Linked DNA regions of Mus musculus: region 2 is linked to region 1. A link is a contact called in public HiChIP or PLAC-seq data. All regions are on one chromosome and are shown on one strand. Each heading gives the region's core, a stretch centred on a gene start, on an enhancer-like site or on the middle of the called end of the contact. The rest is flanking DNA. Distances are from core to core; before and after follow the strand shown.

Evidence for each region. HiChIP or PLAC-seq counts read pairs in DNA pulled down with a chosen protein or histone mark.
Region 2: a contact with region 1 is called in a CTCF HiChIP or PLAC-seq map of the NIH/3T3 cell line, with 5 read pairs. The contact joins two enhancer-like sites. A contact is called at or near these places in 1 of 15 datasets of contacts at CTCF or cohesin (the NIH/3T3 cell line) and 1 of 484 Hi-C or Micro-C datasets (nephron progenitors).

The regions. Positions count from the first base shown.
Region 1 is chr5:151,052,570-151,056,249 of GRCm38.p6, forward strand. All of the region lies in intron 7 of Stard13 (StAR-related lipid transfer (START) domain containing 13), which reads right to left. Among named protein-coding and RNA genes, the nearest start is that of Kl, 100 kb to the left of the region's middle. Within about 2 kb of position 2,007, at least 80 of the 459 cell types and tissues checked have an H3K27ac peak or open chromatin away from gene starts, as enhancers often do. A contact at or near this core is called in the NIH/3T3 cell line, where this site is marked.
Region 2 is chr5:151,331,511-151,335,190 of GRCm38.p6, forward strand. It overlaps a transcript of Stard13 not described here. Among named protein-coding and RNA genes, the nearest start is that of 1700028E10Rik, 35 kb to the right of the region's middle. Within about 2 kb of position 1,886, at least 51 of the 459 cell types and tissues checked have an H3K27ac peak or open chromatin away from gene starts, as enhancers often do. A contact at or near this core is called in the NIH/3T3 cell line, where this site is marked.

The DNA of each region.
Region 1 (3,680 bases), core at 757-3,256:
GAGCCACAGGGAAACGTCATAAGCTGGGTCTCCTTTTTCCTCACAACTTCTTGGGGTAGGAATTTTGGCTGTGAAGAGGTAGCCTGGGGCCAGGACTTGGGGAGCTGGGAGTCTATCCTAGCTCAATAATTCTGAATTTCTAGGATAGCTACTTTAGGTAACAGTCAAGTATTGGTTCCCTTTCATATCAAAGAGAGATGTGGATGATATCCCACCCCACAGAACTACAGTGGAAACTCTTGTGATAGCAGATGGTGTAATTTTATTTATTTATTTTTCAACAAGTATCCATAGAAAGCATTCTTATTCTAGGAGTCATTAGTGAGCAGAGAAGGGAAAAACTTCCCTGTCTTTTAACATTTGAACTTTCATGGGAGAATTTTGATATAGGTTTCCCTCTACCCCACTATGGGAGATTTAATCAAAATAATGTGTTTAGAGACTGGAAGTATCCCTTTGGGGAATGGCTCCTAAAACAAAATCGTATAAGCCTGTATTCTGAGCGTCTCATTTGATTTCCTTTCTTTGGAATATGTGGCACCTGCAATGTGTGTTTCTCACATTCTGCCGGAACTTTACATGATCAGTTGGGGAGGAACATGACTCCCTCCTGGGTGGCCTTTTATAGATAGTACCGTATGTGGGAAAATTTAAAAGAAATGTCCTGTGAGGGAAGAGAAGCTTCTATTTTTTAAAAAGTATGAAGAAGAAGACGCTTGGTAGAAATTCCAGTTCCTCCAGGGTCAGCACTTGAGGAAACACAAGTATGTGCTCGAGGTTGGATTTGTGCTCTGCTCATCAGCTGTACTGGTTTAAACCAGCCGGTGGCGTAAGAATGTGAGGCTGATCTCTTACTGACAGTGAGGCATGGGAACACTGTGCCCATTTCAGTGTAGCTGTAAATGCTCCAGCAGAAGTAACTTTCTTTCCTTGTCACCTTGCCTACTATGGAGTATGTGGCTATCTTATTGAGATCCCAGACCCTTTTCCTACACCCCATCCCAACCTCTCACTTTTAGCAGTTTGACTGCTTCCTAACAGAGCAATAAGGACCCAAAGAGGGATGAGTGAGTTGAACAATGAACGCGTAGGTTAGGTTCAGCACCTCTAGCGCCCTCTCACCCAGGACTTGCCCTATCCAAACCACAGCTGAGGTTTCCTGGGATCCTGGGCCTCAATATCAAGGCACCATGTTCTCGACACCCAGACTTTGAGTTTCTGCTCTCCACTCTCCTCGCTCCCCAGTGGCATACAGATTAGCTCACTTCTTTAAGAGCAAGGTGGAATGTTTCTGAGTAGCCAGACCAGTAATCAGTGGCCAGTGGTCATTTCTCTTTCTCATAGATACCCAGAGAAATACATGTGTATGGTTGCCATGCCCTGGTGTCTCTTGCTTGTTGCTATAGATGAAAGCAACCTTAACTTGGGAAAAAAAAAAGAGAAAAGAAAAAAAAAAAAAACTACAGGAACATGGGGAGAATTCCAAGCCATTAGAGGACAGTTGGAGTCTGTACATGTCAGCTGCATAGATCACAGGGGAAATTAAACACGGGTACATTCTGTGGTCATAAGAACAGAATTCTCAAGAAAAGCTCTTTGCATTCCTGGGCTTATCACTGAATTCCACAGATCAAGATATCCAGGCAGATTGCTACTTAATGTGTTAGTTACTTCATTCCAAGTCTGCAGTGTCTAGAAAATGCCACGTTTAGCTATATTTGGGTGATTCTCCACAACCAGTCTTAAGAACATTTATTTTCCCCGATCTGGCAAGTATTTCAAATTGCATCACAGTGCACAGGAAGAAAGTAGGCATTGTTAAAAGGACAGGAAAAGAGAAAGGAAGAAAGAAGTCAAGCTGCGAGGCAGGTGCTTATTGAAAGGGGATACAGCTTCAGTTTGTTTACATCCGTACTTCTGGAAGGAGGCTCCAGACTGTGTATACCTCAGAGCTGTGCTGCACTGGGTCACAGTGCCCCGAGGGTGTATTCTTAAGTGTGATTCACAACTATTTATGTCATTTGAAAGGAATTCTTCCCCCTTTCCCAACCCCCCCCCCCCCCCCAAGCAGAGGAGCATGGAAGAGAGTCTACAAAAGGGATGTTTTAGTTGTACTGCCCAGCCCACTCCGTTGGCCCACTGTGTCCTGTGGCTCTTTGTGAGTCTGTACATGTGTACATCCTGGATGGGCGCCTTCTTTGAATTGTTCAGATCTCAAGTTTCTTCTTTTGGAAAACACTGTGATCTTTATTATTTCAAATCTATCTGGGGCTTTCTAGCTGCAGGCTCTGAGCCTTCTGACTGAGCCGCCTGCAGGGGGTCAGGCCGGGTCATTGGGAAACTATTCATTCTGCTTCATTCTGACAGAAACCTCCTGTTCTACCCTCACCTTCCAGGAGAGGTGGGAAACAGCTCTGGGTTCTGTGGACTGTATTGGAAGCCTAGAAGGAAAGGGCTTTCCTAAGCTTGGTAAATACAAAATGATTTAAAAAAACCAGACCAGATTCTAGGTACAGAACCTAAGAATGGCCCAAGAAACGCAGTCTTCCAAGGGACAGCAGCGAGGTGATGAACAAACAAACTTAGGAGTTTCTGTTGTCTGACTCTTAGCTGCTTCTCCATGAATGAAGTGGGGAACCCCTGACCGGTTTAGGATTGGGTTTCTGAAGTGGCAGTCAGCAGTGACTGGGCACAGTAAGACAATAGTTCTAAAGATGTAGTAGTGTGGAGTCTAAGAGAGGCCATCTCTGAACTGTGAAAGACACTAATTGCCAATAGCCATTTCTTTGTAGCAAAGCTTCCAGTACATTTGCATGTTGGACCTAAGATACTTTGTTCTAAGAACAGAAAGTGTTTTGTTTGTTCTGATACTCATTGTGGTTGAGAGGTAACCTGGGTCTTTCAGTCTGTTTAATGCTCTGTTGTCAGAGTTGAGAGTCTCACACGTATATGAATGAGGACTGGCTGGAGCTTGCAGAGTGCCTGGGTTCAGCTCCCAGCACCCACATGGGAGCTCATGGCCTTCAGTAATTCCAGTTCTAGAGGGACTCTGATGCCCTCTTCTGGCCTGTGTGGACACCGGACATGCACTGTGGCGCACAGACACACTTGCAGGCAAAACACTCATGCACTTAAGATAAAAATGACTAAACCCTTTTGAAAAATGAAAGTAGAAATGAACAAGAAATCGTACTCTTTGATTTTATACTGGGTCCCAGAATTTACACCGCAGGCCTGCTCTTTACAATCTCCACTGCTCTCCTCAGGAGGCACAAGGTGCTTAGCCATGAAGAACCCTCTGCAGGAGCGCCCCCTGCAGGAGCACCTCTCTTGCCTGCGAGCTCCCCGCCGAATGACCAAAGGTTGAGTTTCAAGTGCTCCTTTGGGTTACTTCCACCCCTTTTTCCCTTTTGTTTTCGATCCCCAGCTACCTAAAAGCCTGGGCTCAAATAGCAGTTTCTGTGGAAGGTTCCAGATCATCCTTCATCCTGTCTCAGGTAGTCAGCCGACAAGGTGATGTGCAGGCGGCAGGTTACAGAACTCTTCCCCTGGAAATGAAGTGTCTTCCCAGAATTATTAGGCTTTTAAATCTTGCGGCTCCATTATAAGGAGTGGCTGGGCGAGAGTGCTGCATTAGAATTCAAATTTCATCTAAATAGTATTAAATCTCCTCCCTGGCA
Region 2 (3,680 bases), core at 636-3,135, 280 kb after region 1:
AAATTTTCATTTGAGGTCTACTTTGCTCTAAGAATCAAGGTTTTACCTGAAGAATTATGTGTACCATATGAGCCTACAAACAATAACTTCTAGGAACAAGAGATTCTTCTTTCTTTTAAATATTTATTATTATAAATAAGTACCCTGTTGCTGTCTTCAGACACACCAGAAGAGGGCGTCAGATCTCATGGGTGGTTGCTGGAATTTGAACTTAGGCCCTTCGGAAGAGCAATCAGTGCTCTTACTGGCTTACAGCCATCTCACCAGCCCAACTCTTAGACAAGAGTTAGAACTCTTAGAGAGAGAGAGAAAAAAAAAAAGAAACAAAACACAAAAGATTTTTGTTGCTGTTTTAAAGCGTTGTTTTCCTCCTATACCTTCCATTGCAGCCCAGATGTTCCTAGCTGCCTGGACTTCTGCTTTGCCTTCTGGTTATAATGCCTACAGAGGGATTTATTTCCATGCTTAATCACCATGATCCTGCTAATTTTTCTAGGGTGACCTGAGGCTTTTAATTAACCTTAAATAAATCCAGTGTGTTGTACTTTCTTCTCCATTCATAAGTTTCTTTCTTTACCTCTATAATTTTGTTTTTTTTTTTCTTACTACACTCACATCTGCCATTGGACCACTTCATACACAACGGAAAGTTCTGGCCAATGCCTCCCACCGAGAATAGGGCCTCCCAGCTGGCCAGGGTCCTCTCAACTCTCTGACAGGACACATTTAGTATTCCAGTCTTCACATCCCCACTGGTATTTGTCTCCTTAAAGGTAAGTAAGGAATGGATGAACACTTTTGGCTCCATTTCAAAATCTGTGCACTAAAGTCCTAACCACAAGCAATTCAAAATGTGAGCTGAACTTTTAAATGAACCATTGTAACCCATAAATATTAGTCACACTAAAGTAGGCTTCTAATCCAGTATGACTAGTGCTCACATCAAGACAATACTAAAGAGAACACTAGACACAGGAAGAATGGCAAAATGTAAGCAAAGGCAGAAATCTGCAGGATGATCCCACAAGCCAGGGAGGAATGGAAATTACCCAGGAGCTACAGAAGCTGGAAGAGGAGTTCAGGGAGGAGTCTGTCTTACTTCTCAGAAGGAACCAATCCTACGTGTACCTTGCTCTCAGACTTCCAGATTACAGAAGTATGGATCCATCCGTTTCTGTTGTGGAAGCCAGCTAGGCTCCAGAGTTTTAGTTGAGGCAGCTCCAGCAGAATAACCCAACAGCTACCTCTGTTCCTTACATGCATCATATTCACAGCTGGTTCTCATGCAACCACTGTGGAGCTAAGAATAGGGACAAAGAACATAGTCTAAAATATTCAACATTTGGCTCTTTACAAAGAGTTGGCTAATTAATTTGCAGCTTATCTGATGGACGGGGTGGGGAACAGGCATGAGGGTCATTCTGTCTGTTCCTTCTCTGAAAACTGCTTGCTGGTCATTTATAGGTTTCTCCTTCTTCCATAGAGACTTGACTTTCTCCTGCTGATTTGCCTAGGACCAGAAAGTTCTATTAAAAATTAAAGTATAGTGAAAATAAGAAGGCAATTTGGGATCCAGGACATGTTCTTCAACTTAATATTTTTGCTATCAGTGGAGTGTTTATTGTGATATCTTTCCTGCGCTTGTATATATTTCTCAGTTGGTCTCAAATCCGGAAGTGGGAGCTGTATATAACTCATCACCTTCCACAAACCTCAGCTTCTTCCTCTTCATAGCAAAAGAGTATTGGAAACACAATTTCCTTCTTGAAGTCTCTCCAAAAAGGAAGTGAGTGCTGACTTTTTTTTTTCAATTTGGTCATATCCTCTCTGAAGATGCAATTCTCATGACTCATTCTTAAAATACCACATGGCCACATAAAGCTACTTGCACTAATGTTCAGAGTTCAAATTCTTTTTCCAGGTACCTCTGTGTGTTTACAAGTATCTATATTTCCTTTTATGGACTAAACTTAAGTTACCATAGTGCTCTCCAATGATGAGTTTCCAGCATGGAGTTTTGCTTGAGGTCTGGTTGGTTAAACATTAACTCCATGCTATTATAAAAGCCTTTGCTTCTGTAATAATGAACACTCTCTTAATCCCCTGTCAGAAATGTTACTCATGTTGAGAAGGAAGAAACTTTTAAAGGTGAAAACAACAGGGATAACAAGTAGCAGCTTTGGAGCTTAGAAAAAATATTTTACTTAGTAATAGAAACATCTAGAAAGATACTAGGAAATATAATCTTTTCCCCTTAGTTTGTCATTCACTCAAATAACTTAATGATGCTTGTAGAAAATACCCATAGTATCCAGCTATCTCTGGTGTCCAAAGTGGGAGGCATGAGAGGGAAAGATTGAGTCAATAGTTAGCAAAGAACTTTGATATTCAGACAGAACAGTCTGGTTTTGACTCAATAGATATTCACAAAAGGTAACTGAGAAAGAATGGGTCAGTGTCAACTTTGGAATTCTTGTCTTGATCATCTAAAACTCTAAACTGCAGATTTGTCTAGCTGTGGGAGAATAGGTAAGGTGGGTCCAGTGGAGTCTATGGATATAGTTAAAGATATCCAGAAAAATAACTCACTCTAAAGAAGGTCACCTGTGTTTGAACATGGGGTCATTGGGAGGACCTGGGTTTTCTGACTTGATTGCTGGAAGAGGAGGCCATGAGAGAAAGCAAAGAGAGAAGAGCAGTTTCCTAAGGACTTTCATGAGAACGCTGTTCAATAGCACATGGAACAGGGAAGCTGGGTGCTGGGTGCTGGGTGTGGGGTAGAGCAGAGGACACTTTCCCTTCTTGGGCCTTTGTGGGTGGATTCTTTTTTTTTTTTTCCATTTTTTATTAGGTATTTGGCTCATTTACATTTCCAATGCTATACCAAAAGTCCCCCATATCCACCCACCCCCACTCCCCTGCCCACCCACTCCCCCTTTTTGGCCCTGGTGTTCCCCTGTACTGGGGCATATAAACTTTGCAAGTCCAATGGGCCTCTCTTTCCAGTGATGGCCGACTAGGCCATCTTTTGATATATATGCAGCTAGAGTCAAGAGCTCCGGGGTACTGGTTAGTTCATAATGTTGTTCCACCTATAGGGTTGCAGATCCCTTTAGCTCCTTGGCTACTTTCTCTAGCTCCTCCATTGGGAGCCCTATGATCCATCCATTAGCTGACTGTGAGCATCCACTTCTGTGTTTGCTAGGCCCCGGCATAGTCTCACAAGAGACAGCTACATCTGGGTCCTTTCAATAAAATCTTGCTAGTGTATGCAATGGTGTCAGCGTTTGGATGCTGATTATGGGGTGGATCCCTGGAAGCCCAGGACCAGATGGGTTTAGTGCAGAGTTCTATCAGACCTTCAAAGAAGATCTAATTCCAGTTCTGCACAAACTATTTCACAAAATAGAAGTAGAAGGTACTCTACCCAACTCATTTTATGAAGCCACTATTACTCTGATACCTAAACCACAGAAAGACCCAACAAAGATAGAGAACTTCAGACCAATTTCTCTTATGAATATCGATGCAAAAATCCTCAATAAAATTCTCGCTAACCGAATCCAAGAACACATTAAAGCAATCATCCATCCTGACCAAGTAGGTTTTATTCCAGGGATGCAGGGATGGTTTAATATACGAAAATCCATCAATGTAATCCATTATATAAACAAACTCAA